3 separate regions of the Mus musculus genome follow, and regions 2 and 3 are each linked to region 1. A link is a contact called in public HiChIP or PLAC-seq data. All regions are on one chromosome and are shown on one strand. The core of a region is the stretch at or near the end of the contact, and the rest is flanking DNA. Distances in the headings are between cores, read along the strand shown. Region 1 has its middle 30 kb from the start of Gm36122. Region 2 holds the start of Rsph9 (radial spoke head 9 homolog (Chlamydomonas)). Region 3 overlaps Gm46607 (a long non-coding RNA gene).

Region 1 (4,207 bases), core at 442-2,941:
TGCCCTCTCTGCACAGTGGGGTGGCATGTGAACTCCTCTTGAGAAGGTAGGGAAAGCAGGTGGAGCACAGTGGGGTCAACTGGCCAAGCGATTCTGCCAGGAAACCTAGAATGCGACAAACCTATCTCTTGACCCATAATAGTCAGAGGGAGGGAAACTGTTGGTTTGTCCCCTGAGCCACCACCTATGGAATAAGTGTTGGGTCAATGTCTCTAGCCATGCAAACAGACTCCAAGATGTGTTTTGATTTTTTTTTATAGCCCTTAGTGCACCTCAATTGCATGCTAATCCTCCTACCTCAGACTTTGAAGTGCTCTGCTCAGCTTGGAGATGGTTTGCACATGACCTCCCATGATAATTGAAACATATTTGGTCTCAAGTAACAGAGGGCTCAGCAGTCAGTGACTTGAGTTGTAAAGACATGTGTCAGGGCTGGAGAGATGGCCCAGCGGTTAAGAGCACTGACTGTTCTTCTTAAGGTCCTGAGTTCAAATCCCAGTAACCACATGGTGGCTCACAACCATCTGTAATGAGATCTGATGCCCTCTTCTGGAGTGTCTGAAGACAGCTACAGTGTACTTATTTATAATAATAAATAACCTTTGGGCCGGAGCGAGCTGGGTTGACCGGAGCGAGCAGAGATCCTAAATTCAATTCCCAACAACCACATGAAGGCTCACATCCTTGAGTACAGCTACAGTGTACTCATACATAAAATAAATAAAATAAATCTTTTTTTAAAGACATGTGTCACACAGTTCACACAACAGAAGTCTGGAGGCATGTGAATCAAGATTCTATGGAACAGTAGCATTGATGGTATCATCTGAACTCAGGCTTTCTGGATTGGTGAACTCTTGGTAGCTAAGATTAGAACTGCTCTCCAAGATTCTGAGTTCAGTTCCCAGCACCCATACCAAGCAACTACCTGGAACTGCGTTTTCAGGGAACCAACATCTTCTGGACTCCACAGACACCGGCACACACATGTGTCAACCCAAGCACGGCTCTTATAACTATTATAAATCTTCCTTTATTTCCCCTTTCTGCCCCACCATATTAACTCCCAATCTGTAGATTGTTGCCTAGTGGTCTTAAGATGGCTGCCTTGGTCCCGTCTACAGTTTTACTCAAGACAGGAAGGGAGAAAGCCAAGGGGAAAGTGGATTGTATCATTTATCAGGAAAGAAAAGCATTTCTCAGAAGCCCTTTTTGAAAAGTGCCTTCACAGTCCAAACCACACAATGGACTCCACCCCTCCACGGCTGGAACCCATTTAGAACAATACAGAGTGAAACACCAATGGTTGGCTGGGTGTGGTGATGTATGCTTGCTATTCCAGAGCTCAGGTGAATCAGGAGTTCAAGGCCAGCCTGACAGTTTAAAGGCTTTTGCCAGAGCAGAGACCGGGAAGACCAGTAGGCAGGAATGGATGCGCTTGAGTGTTTAAAAGAGTTCCCCCTGAACCTGGGTGCATTGCCAGCTGGACAGGTAGGGATTCTGGTGGCATAGAGAAAGGGGCAGGGGAAAAAAATGACTGCTGGGCAGAATGAATGATGTTTGCCCTGTGTATGGTAAGAGCAACGGAAGCCAGGACTCAAAGAAAAACCAGGAGAATGACGTCAGCCTGCCTGGGGCTGGGGCTCAGAGAAAGTTTCTTGGAAAAGATGACCCCGCCCCCACACATACACCTCCAAGTAAGGTCCTAAACACTCTTAGCCAGCCCAGTTGATGGACGGCAGGATCAAAGCAGAGAGCTGTGCAATAGCATAGTGGAAACACAATTAGATCCTGAGCTAACGGGGAATACAGAGACAGAGGTCCATGTGGGGTAGCTAAGAGGCACCAGGCGAACAGCTGACAGAAGCTAGTTTTGAGGCAGTATCTTACACAGTCCGGGTTGGCTTCAAGCTCTTAGGCTGGCCTTGAACTCCTGATCCTTCTGATTCTCCAGAACACTGAAATTGCGAGCATACATCACCACACCCAGCCACCTATTTCACTTTTACTCTGTATTGTTCTAAATGGGTTCCAGCCCTGTTGGGGTGGAGTTCCCTGTACATTTTAGACAGCTGGCTTCAAGCTGGAGGGGTAAGCTGTGAGGGATGCAGCGAGGGAGGGTATCCAGTCAACGGCTCCCTTTGCTCTCCACATGGGAGCTGCTCAGGGTTGGGAGAAGGATTTTCCAAAGTCAGGCTGCTGATGTTTCGTTGACAAGATAGGCAGGATCCCAAGGCACGGATCTCTGGGAGGGAGAGATGTCTCCAGAGGGCTGGGATACTCTAAAAAATGTATGTTAGACTGTGCAATCACATACAGTTTTTTGTGTCCTGGGAATGAAGGAAGAAAAAAAGGGGCCAAAGTAGTCCAGGGACCGCAGACAATTCTCAGCCAGACTCTGAAGACTTGAACAGACTGTGCCGGCTAGTTTTATGTCAAGTTGACATAAACTGGAGTCATCTGAGAGGAAGGAACCTCAACTGAGAAAATGCCTCCATCAGATCAGGCTGTGGGCAAACGTGTAGAATATTTTCTTAGTGAGAGCCCAGCCCACTGTGGGTGGTGCCACCACTCCTGGGCTGGTGGTCCTGGGTTCTATAAGAAAGCAGGCTGAAGAAGCCTTAAGGAGCTAGTCAGTGAAGAGCACTCCTTTGTGGCTCCTGCACCAGCTCCCGTCTCCAGGTTCCTGCCCTGTTGAGTTTCTATCCTGACTTCCTTTAATGATAAACAGTCTTATGGAAGTGTGAGCCAAATAACCCCTTTCCTCCCTCAAGTTGCTTTGGTCATGGTGTTTTATCACAGCCACAGTAACCCTGACAGGAATACATGAGATATTCATGTACAAAGGAAACTCATGGGCAGGACTTCCTGAAGAATCTGGGAGCACATCTGGGAGCACCGCAGAGCAGAAAAGAAGACGGGATTGATAATCTTAAGACAAGGGGCTGGAATGTGCAGTCCTGGGCAAGGGGTCTTACAGAGTAGGATTGGAGTGGCTGGGAGCAGACAGGAAGGGAGGGGACACTGGGAGCCAGCACAGAGGCACTCCATAGTGTCAGGCCAAATCAGGAATAAGAGCATTGGGAAATAGGCAACTGATGTCCACAGAACACTACCCACAAAGTACAAAAGGCATATCGGGGAGTCGCCATGTTGCTCACCGTCCCTCTCCTTACTCCTCAGAGGCAGCCTGCTTCTGCTTTGTTAGCTTGCTTGCGTCGGGGTCTTGCTATGTTGCCCAGGCTCAGTTTGAACTGGAACTGCTCCTCGGTCTGCTTCTCAAGTGCTGGGATTATATTGTGTGTACATACCTGTGCACTCGTGTCTGCATGTGCGCTCGCGTGTGTGTGCAACCAGGGGAAGATAATGTCAGGGTCTAGTTACACAACCCAGGCTAGCCTGGAAGTTAGGCTCTCCCAGCCTTAGCAGCCTGCCACACCCCCAGGTGCTGTGATTACAGGCAAGGGCCACCATGCCTGGCCTTACTCATCTTTGAAAAAGAAAAAAAAAAAAAACCCAAAAGAAACGGTGGCACATCTTATGTCTGTCTTGTCTTCTCCTGTGTGTCTTCGAGGTTCTTACCTAGAAATGGGGTGTTGTGCCACCCCAGCTTTAATGCCTGGGGGGTGGGGCACTGTGGCATGGATGTCCCATTATTTATCCAGTCAGCCCTTAGCAGTCTTTAGCCTGGCTCTCTTCTTAAGACCTTATGATGATATGATACTTCCTGTGTGTGTGTGTGTGTGTGTGTGTGTGTGTGTGTGTGTGTGTGTGTGTGTGGTGTATGTTTGTATGTGTTTGTGTATACTTGAGCACTCGAGCACTTGTGCACTTACAGCAGCCAGATATTGATGCTGTGTATCTTCCTCAACCTCTCTCTCTCTCTCTCTCTCTCTCTCTCTCTCTCTCTCTCTCTCTCTCTCTCTCTCTCTTTTGAGACAGGGACCTGAAGCTCACTAACTGGTAGATTGGTTTGCCATGGTGTCCCTTACCACTGAGGTACATCCATGCCACAGTGGCATCTTTTCCTGTTCCTTCCCTACAGAGTTTTGCTAGTGCATAGTTTGCTGTAAGTTCTAGCTTGCCAGTAAGTTATCTCTACAACCTCTGCCCCAGCCCCAGTGTTACAGATGCCCTGGCCTTTATGTGTATGGTGGGGACTCAGAGCCTCATGCTTGCTGAGCCATCTCCCAAGTCTCCATGCATT
Region 2 (4,207 bases), core at 558-3,057, 160 kb before region 1:
CAGAGTAAGTTCCAGGACAGCCAAGGCTATGTAGAGACCCTGCCTCAAAAAAGCACTTATACATATTATTTAATGCTAACTTATATGTATAGGTTACTACCCCATTATAAAGGTAAGGTTTGGCAAGGCTAGTTTGCTTAAGTTAGAGGTTCTTGTGAGTCACAACCCCGTTGGGGGTCAAACAACCCTTCCACAGGGGTCACCTAAGACTTGTAAAACACATTTATATTATGATTCATAATTAGCAAAGTTATAGTTATGAGGTAGCAATGAAATAATGTTATGGTTTGGGGGGGGGGGTCACCATAACAGGAGGAACCGTATTAAAGGGCTGTAGCACTAGGAAAGTTAGAAACCACTGGCTTCAATGGCAAAGCATGACTTGAAAGCTGTTCACTGCCTGCAGAAACTGCTCTTCCCTGTGTTCTAACGTTAGTGCGGTTTTTCTCTGGAATAGCCAGGATTTGCTCTGTCCCTAGTGGATGTGCTACCAAGCTCTGAGAAGGCCTTCTTCAGATTCTGGCTCCTGATGTGAACTCATTTCTGATGGGTAAATCCAGTATAGGGGAACGCAAGATGCTTGGGCTGTGTTCTGTGTGACCTCCCCTGAAGTGTATCCTGTCAGCCAAACTGTTGGTTGTTTTTGTGTCTGATATCGCTTTACAGAAGAATTAAGCCATATTACCAAAGCAGGGCATGATGGTGGAGGGCAGGACCTGATGTGTGTGTGTGGGGGGGGGGGGGGGCGGCATAAGTTTCTTTGAAATGACCGGCCAGGTCAGCTCTCTAATGCCCATTTAAAAAGCCTCGATGAACAATGCCCAGGCAATCAAAACATCAAAACAAAGTAATTATCTGAGCAAATTAGACACTTATTTCTCTCTGGGCTTGGCTTGGAGGCCCAGGGCATGTTGACTTCATGAGTCTTCCACAAAGGAATCCAGAAATAAGATCAGTCATTGACAAGGCCTGAAACAAGCCTTCAGAGGACCCCGGTGATTTTGACTTTGGAGACTCCAGAACAGCAGCGGATGTGATGTAGCAGTGGTTAGACTCGCCTGAGTTAGGCTAGCCTAGGGAATACAGAGCTGATCCTCTGTGGCTACTATTTGGGTCTGAACAGCTGTGGAGCCCAAAGTTATGTAGCTGACACACATGTAGTCTGTAAGTGGCTTTTTTTTTTTTTTTTTTTTTTTTTAAAGAGACTATGAAGCTCTACACACTTCAGTCGTGTGGCTAGCTGCGACCTTGTTATGTAGACCAGGTTGGCCCTGAACTCAAAAGAGTTCTTCCTCCTGAGGGCTGGCATTAAAGGTGTGGGCCACCACCCCTGGGAAACTGTCACCCTTTACATTCTTTTCCAAGGATTTCCCCGATTTGTCAGACTAGTCCTGGGAGTAAACAAAGAGCTCTCACGTGAAAACTGGAGGGGTCAGATTGGATAGAACCTATTTGGTGAAACCTGGCTTTGGGTGGGTTTAGGTGTCAGAAACTGCTTTTAGAGCCAAGGTATCAGATTCTTCATAAAATTCTCAGGCCAAGAAGTGATATTCCCAGGTTGAAATAATACAGCTAGTGGCCTTGTGGCTTTGTATTGGGTTTCTTCCCAAGTCCGTATGGGCAAAAATGGAGTACGTAATGTGGAGTGCACATATAGGGAAGCCGCGCTGGGATAACAGAATACATGAGTCTACACTGTACTGTGAAAGTCCGTGGCCCCCGGAAAGGGCGGGTTTGGCGAGATGGGCGGTCCGGTGGGTGGTATTTTGTTTCCTGCTAGCTTAAGGGGTGGGGCTCAGGGTCTCCATGGAGACAGCTTCTACCCGCCAGACTAGCTTGGAGGAGAACGGCTGGCCTGATGGACGCCGACAGCCTCTTGTTGTCTCTGGAGTTGGCGTCTGGCAGTGGGCAGGGACTCAGCCCTGACCGTCGGGCCTCACTGCTCACGTCCCTTATGCTGGTGAAGCGCGATTACCGCTTCGCGAGGGTCCTTTTCTGGGGCCGCATCCTTGGCCTTGTGGCGGATTACTACATCGCACAGGGCTTGAGTGAGGACCAGCTCGCACCACGCAAGACGCTCTACAGGTGAGGCGACTCTGGCAGATAAGGCTGCAGGAGGATCCCGAAGGGTGTTGGGTGCAACTCCAGCTGGGGAAGGTGGGTGCGCCCAGGACCTACGCAGGAAGCACCTGTGGGTGGGGCTTGAGGAGGGAAATGAGGAGCTTGAGGACTGAGATGTCACGGAACTGTGAGGGTCCTGTGGATCCTGACAGGGTGGGAAAGTGGCCTGGGCAGGGTCCAAGGAGGCAGCATTGTCAGCCTGGATTTGCATGGGAAACTGGTCTAGATGGATTCGTTAGAGACAGAAGGCTAAATAAACTGAGCGGGCACAGAATGTAGAAGTCCCGGAGATGGCAACTGGTGTAGAATTCAGGTTCTAGCTGTGGACTGGATTTGGCTTGGAGAAGTCAGACGCTCTGAGATTTGTACTGAAGCTGTTTAGAAACGTCTCTGGGGAGTGTAGGCTCTGCAGTGGGAGGTGCTCTTTCCTGGAAGTGCAAGACTTGTAAAATGGGGAAAGAGCTGGGGGCAATTCTGCAGTGTAAGCCTCCCAACCTCTTTCGGGGTTCCCTAGGATGCTAGGGGAGCCTATCATGCTATTAAAGCATCCAAGCAGGAGGTATCCGGGGACTTCATTTATCTACCCATGCATCAAACCAGTATTGAAGGAGGATCAGGGGTTCAAGGTCAGTCTCAAATACACAGGGGGTTTGAAGCCCCTCTGGGAATTTGGGGGCTGGAGACATGGCTTAAACCTTAAGAGCACTGGGTACTCTTCTGAACCACTGGGATTCAATCCGTAGCTGGGATTCAATCCGTAGCACGTACACGGAGTTCAGAACTATCTATAACTCCAGTTCTAGGGAACTTCTTAGGACACTGTACACAGCAGGTGCATGTACATACATATAGACAAAATACTCATACACATAAAAATATGTAAAGACCCTGTCTCAAAAAAAATTGCTAAAACTAAGGTATCCTAAAGCGATGCCAAGAGTCCCGGGCTTTTGGAGAAGAGCTAAGCTCGATCAGAGAGCAGCTGCTCCGGGTTCTGAAAGGTGGGCACTTCCCCACAGCTGCGAGCTGGAGAGACCCTCCTGCACTCTGACTGAAGGCTTTCCATGTTTAGGGAAGAGACCGGAAGTAAACTGGACAGAGGCAGCAACCGTCGATCGGGAGAAGTCAAGAGTTTGAGCTTTGTCCGTAGGCCACCAGGGAACACCTACGGGGTCATATCTGAGTGGGCAGATGATCTGAAGTATGGTGGGATGGGCACTTAGAGGTCTTTGTAGTGTCCAGAGGCAAGCGTCTGGAAGGGGGAACTGGCTGAGGGAATGGAGGGGGGGGGGATTTAGGAGAGAGACTGACAGGCTAGACGGAGGTGGCGGAGAGTTCGAGGCTGGTCCAAGCCAAAGGGTCAGCTAAGTGTTGTCACCACTTACTATTGAGAATCTCAGGGCAGCAGGAACCGGCTCAGGCCGGTAATCACAGCACTTGAGATGCTGAGACAGAAGGATTTCAAGGTCAACCTTGGCTACAGTGAGAGACCCTATATCAAATAACAAAACCACTCACAGGCAAAGAGACAAACCTGACCTAACAATAGGCAGAGTAACTGGTATGGAGTGCCTGGGGGCAAAGTATAACCAGGCATATAAAGTACAGTTTGGGAATCCACATTTGGGCTCAAGATAAGGAGACTCGTTTGTGTAAGCATTTGTTGAGTTTCTCTCTCTTCCATCCTGGGCAGAGCTTAAGCATAGGACCTCAAAGCCCACCCCCACAGCGATGCACTTCCTCCAACACGTCCTAAATAGTAGGACTTCCCACGGGTCAAGCATACTCAAGCCACTAGAGGTGTTCTGCCTGCATGTATGCCTGTACACCATGTGTGGACCTGGTGTTTACAGAGGCCAGAAGAGGGCATCGGATCTTCTGCAACTGAAGTTGCAGACAGCTGTGAGCCACCATTTGGGGGCTAGGGAACCAAACCTGGGTCCCCTGGGAGAACAGCAAGTGCTTCTAACTGCTATTTCTCCAGCTCCCCAAAATAGAATAGTTGAAGGAGAGTAGGAAATACACCAAACGGACTGCGTATCAAGTGTTCGGGTGGGCTGTCCTATGGACACCTTGGAGGATCCTG
Region 3 (4,207 bases), core at 661-3,160, 160 kb after region 1:
CTCCTGGCCCAGACTGGGGCTTGGGGACTTAGTATGAGGATCAAAGAGTAGGTTGGTCAGATGCTAGGCACATTTCTCATCCTGTAAGCACACACGTGCATACACACCCACATGGAAAGGTCGCATGCACACACACACACACACACACACACACACACCAAACCCTGTGAGTAAACTGGTAAACTGTGACCCGTGATATTAGTGGCACTAGCTGTGCACGTACTAATATCAGTGCAAGTCAGTGCATGCTCAAAACAGCAGAACTATTCTGCCCTACAGACCTGGAAGCCAGAAGGCCAAGTTCAAGCTATTGGCAGGGCCCCACTCCCTCCTCCGCACTTGGGAAGCATCCCATCTGACTCCCTGGTGATAACCACTAGAGCTCAGCGAGGGCTGCATCACCTCAGCCTTCAGGTGGCTCTGTCTGTGTCTGTGTGTCCTTTGTTCTTATGAAGACAACAGTCACTGGGTGTGGTCCCCTTGAATCTGGGGTGACCTTATCTTCAACTGAGTTACACCTACAAGGACCATACCTCCAAACAAGGTCACATTCTAAGCTTTCAGGCGGACATAACTCTGGGCGGGGCACAGAACACCATTCAATCCTCTGTAGCAGTGGCTCTCAGCCTTCCTGATGCTGCGACCCTCTAATACAGTTCCTCATGTTGTGGTGACCCCCAGCCATAAAGTTATTTTCACAGCTACTTCATAACTGCAGTTTTGCTACTATTTTGAATCGTAATATAAATACCTGGTGTGCAGGATGCCCGATGTATGACCCCTGTGAATGTGTCAGATGACACCCACCCCAGGGGTTGCGACCCACCATTTGAGAAGCGATGCACTACAGTTACATTTACAAAGATGACGGAGTAAGAATAGGGACAGCTTTTGTGGGGCGCTATCATTTACCTACTACAAATATATTAGAGGATTGTAAGAGATCCAGAGGGAAAGTAACACAGAATAGGGGTGACTGGGTAGAATAGGGGTGACGACTGGGTAGAATAGGGGTCACTGGATAGAATAGGGGGTTCAGCCTATAGTACTGGTAGGAGGGGTTCAGGAGACGCCCTACTGAGATGATTTGAACAAAGTCCTCGAGAAGTAGAAGGAATGAGCCATTTGGGTGTCTGGGGAAAGGCATCCAGGAGGCAGGAGGAGCCGTGCAAAGGTCCTGAGGCAGGAATATGCCAGACATGAGGCTGGAATAGAGTAAATGAGAGGCAGACGAACAGCAAAACGGGATCTGGCAGGTCTTGCAGGTCCCTATAGGAAGGAACCTGTCTCCTTACAGCACTGTGAGTGAGGATCGCCAGAGCTGAAGAGAAGTAGAGATGCCTGTGTTGTCACGTATCTCTCTGGCTGCTGGTTTGGGCCCAGGCTGCAGGAGGCCATGACTGAGGCTAACTCGGCTTCCAGCTCTCCACCACACCCTGCTGCCTCAGGCAGAAAAGCCTCCACAACTCGCCTGGAAAGGCGCCTCGGGTGCCCTGCCTCCCCTGCTGCTGGACCCCCCGGCCTGCCCGCAGGGTTCAGGTTTCCCCTAGTCAGCTGTACCCACCGAGCTGGGAAACTCGGCTTTCCAGAAACAGTTCGTCATTTTTCCATTCGGAAAACTTTGCTGCTCCCGCCCCTGTCCCCTGCAACCAAAGCTGAGCACGAAGCACGCGGCTATTCTGGAGCTCAGGAGGCCCACGAGCCGGGGCAGGGTGGGTCTCACCTGCTCATAGCTATCCACCACCAAACTATCCCTTTCCACAGCTGGCCATGCTACTTCCTCCTTAGGGATCCTCCCTGCCCTCCACGCGTGCTGTATCATCCATAGATCACACCTACAGCCCGCCCACCTGCTTTAGTCCTCTGCCTTGCTACGTAGGAAGGAGCACGCCCAGGCTGGAGGCCCCGGAGCACCTTGGGAAGAGGGGAGTAGGGCTGAGACTCATGCTCCCACCTTCGCTGCTGAGGTAAGTGAAGAGTTCTCCCATAGTCTTTCTTCCACGGTGTCCCTTGCTCCCTAGCCAATGGGGAACCTCCACATTTGCTGGGCCAGCCGAGTATGCAGAGCCTGAGGTCTGGGGTGATTTCTTTAGGTCCTACCGGATAATAACATTTTCTTTCTCCTCCTGCTCCAGTTTCGCCCTACACTCCTTCTTGAGGTGACCCCAAGATCCAGCTAATTGTTTTCCCCAAAGTGCCTGACCTGCGTGAGACTCAGAGGTCTAGATATGTCACAACCAATCTCCATGTTCCCCCAAAGGACTGTTATTCTCGAGCCCTGTATAAATCTCTGTCCACATGTGACCAGGGGGTCTCTTCATTCGGTCTTGGAAAAAAAAAAAAAAAGAACTAAAATTTGATGGCCATCAAAACCGAACCCCTGTCATTTCTTAAATATGGGACTTGGAGGCACATTCCTAAGTGTCTGAGTCTCCCTGGCTATAAAGTATGGATATGCTTTTCACAGTGCATAACACTGTAGTGATTTAGTTAATATCATGGATGGGGTGAACTCTGTGAATACCCAGAGTTGCCAAGCACCGGAGGTTTGAATGAGAATATCCCACACTGGCTGATATGTATGAATACTTGGTCTCCAGTTGGCGGCGCTGTTTGGGGGCGGTGTAGGGGGTGTGGCCTTGCTGGAGGAGGTGTGTCACTTGGGGCGGGCTTTGAGGTTTCAAAGCCTCCGTGACTTCTCTCTTAGCTCCAGGCTTCCAGTTTAAAGAGGCAAGCCTTCAACTTCAATGGCCATGGCTCTAGTCTGCCTTGGTGGAGTCTTAATCCCCTGGAACCGTAATCCAACATGAACTCTTCCATAAAGTGCTCCGGTCCTGGCGTTTTATCTCAGCAGCGAGAACTAATCAGTACACAGAGCTACGCATCTTGATGAGCCAAACACGGGCCTCTGCTCTCCCTGCAAAAATCTCCAAGGGCTAAGCAGAGGTTTAAGCATGCATTCTTCTAGATATTTCTTGCTTTTATTTTTGAGATTATAAAAACAATTACATCATCGCCCCCTTCCCTTTCCTCCCTCCAAATACTATGTCCTCAGCATCTCTGGGCTGCCTGGGTAAGGATGCTTTGTGTAAGGATGGGGCCTGTGGCTTTCCCCATCGACTTTGCCTATTGAAGCTGCCCTATTCAGCTCCCGTGTAGGCTGTCATGTTTGTGAGACTTTATGGCTGTAGCCTCTGACAAGGCTATGCCTGCAATGTTCCCGGAGCCTTAGGTGCAGGAGTTGTTTTGTAGATGTTTCCACTGGGACTGAGCTCCACAGCTCTGCATTTTGATTGATTGATTGATTTTGATTGATTGCTCTTTAGAATAACAGTGTAGGGATCAGTTAGAGGCGATCAGTTTTGTTGTTGTTGTTGTTGTTGGAGTTTTTTGTTTGTTTTGTTTTGTAATAGTCTCAGTTGCAAAGAGTTTTTCTCCTGAGCAGTGAGGACTACACTGGTATCTGGTGATCTGGAGCTAGGAGCCCCTGATGGGAGAGAACAGTCAACATTTGTCTTTCAGGGTCTCACTCAATATGATCTTTGCTAGAGCCATCCATTTACTGCCTAGACCCTGGGCAAGTGTGGGGCAAGCGGACCGTGGACCAGACGGAAGAACTGGTAAGGTTGAAGCAGGTTGAAAAACCCCGGTAAATCTCATGATTGAAAACAGCAGGCAGTGGAACCAGCTCCCCGTCAGGTTCTACCAATCCTGGAACAAGTGACCATGACACCCCACTGAGAGGACCATGGCAACTGGTCACATAGCCTAAAAACCTGGAGTTTTCCACGCTAATGAGGAATCTAGACAGGCCCCGAGTGTTTAGCCAATGAGCTTCCCTTCCTGGGCATCCCTTCCCGCAAAACCTATTTAATACCTGGTTCACCCTGAGTAAGACTAGGCATTCACATCTGCCATAAAAATAAAGCAGTTTGGACAAGAAAGGACCAAGCTGCACCTAAATCTTCGGAGAAGGCCTCTCTTCTAGCCCCTCCAGACTTTTGGCACTTGCTCGGAGTCAAACCAGATTCCACCCTAGTTCTGGGCTCAGCCATCCCCTTCCTGCCTGGCGTGTAGGGGGATGTAGACCCTCGGACCACCGTCTCAACTCCTCAAGGTCTGCAGCCGTGTCTGGGTACACAGGAGATGGAAAACCACAGTATCCATCCCAGCCACCACTGTTACTCGGGGCGGGGGGGAGGGGGAA

The links. HiChIP or PLAC-seq counts read pairs in DNA pulled down with a chosen protein or histone mark.
Region 2: a contact with region 1 is called in an H3K27ac HiChIP or PLAC-seq map of embryonic stem cells, with 6 read pairs. The contact joins the promoter of Rsph9 here to the enhancer-like site in region 1. A contact is called at or near these places in 1 of 39 promoter capture datasets (stem cell-derived epiblast-like cells), 1 of 15 datasets of contacts at CTCF or cohesin (large pre-B cells), 1 of 484 Hi-C or Micro-C datasets (B cells), 3 of 115 datasets of contacts at active chromatin or transcription factors (embryonic stem cells, large pre-B cells and pancreatic cancer cells) and 3 of 9 other capture datasets (adipose tissue, liver and pancreatic islet).
Region 3: an H3K27ac HiChIP or PLAC-seq map of embryonic stem cells shows a contact between it and region 1, with 6 read pairs. The contact joins two enhancer-like sites. A contact is called at or near these places in 5 of 484 Hi-C or Micro-C datasets (bone marrow-derived macrophages, embryonic fibroblasts, liver and 1 more), 4 of 115 datasets of contacts at active chromatin or transcription factors (double positive thymocytes, embryonic stem cells, pancreatic cancer cells and 1 more) and 1 of 9 other capture datasets (embryonic stem cells).

What each region holds. Positions count from the first base shown.
Region 1 is chr17:45,976,690-45,980,896 of GRCm38.p6, reverse strand. No RefSeq gene overlaps it. Among named protein-coding and RNA genes, the nearest start is that of Gm36122, 30 kb to the right of the region's middle. Within about 2 kb of position 1,691, at least 8 of the 459 cell types and tissues checked have an H3K27ac peak or open chromatin away from gene starts, as enhancers often do. A contact at or near this core is called in embryonic stem cells, where this site is marked.
Region 2 is chr17:46,141,800-46,146,006 of GRCm38.p6, reverse strand. Rsph9 (radial spoke head 9 homolog (Chlamydomonas)) reads left to right here and starts at 1,807. Exons shown (of 5, transcript NM_029338.4): 1 at 1,807-2,085. The coding sequence starts at 1,859.
Region 3 is chr17:45,819,969-45,824,175 of GRCm38.p6, reverse strand. All of the region lies in intron 1 of Gm46607 (a long non-coding RNA gene), which reads right to left. Gm35692 (a long non-coding RNA gene) reads left to right here. Exons shown (of 3, transcript XR_876833.1): 2 at 1,298-1,967; 3 at 2,136-2,301. Among named protein-coding and RNA genes, the nearest start is that of Gm35692, 6.8 kb to the left of the region's middle. Within about 2 kb of position 1,910, at least 8 of the 459 cell types and tissues checked have an H3K27ac peak or open chromatin away from gene starts, as enhancers often do. A contact at or near this core is called in embryonic stem cells, where this site is marked.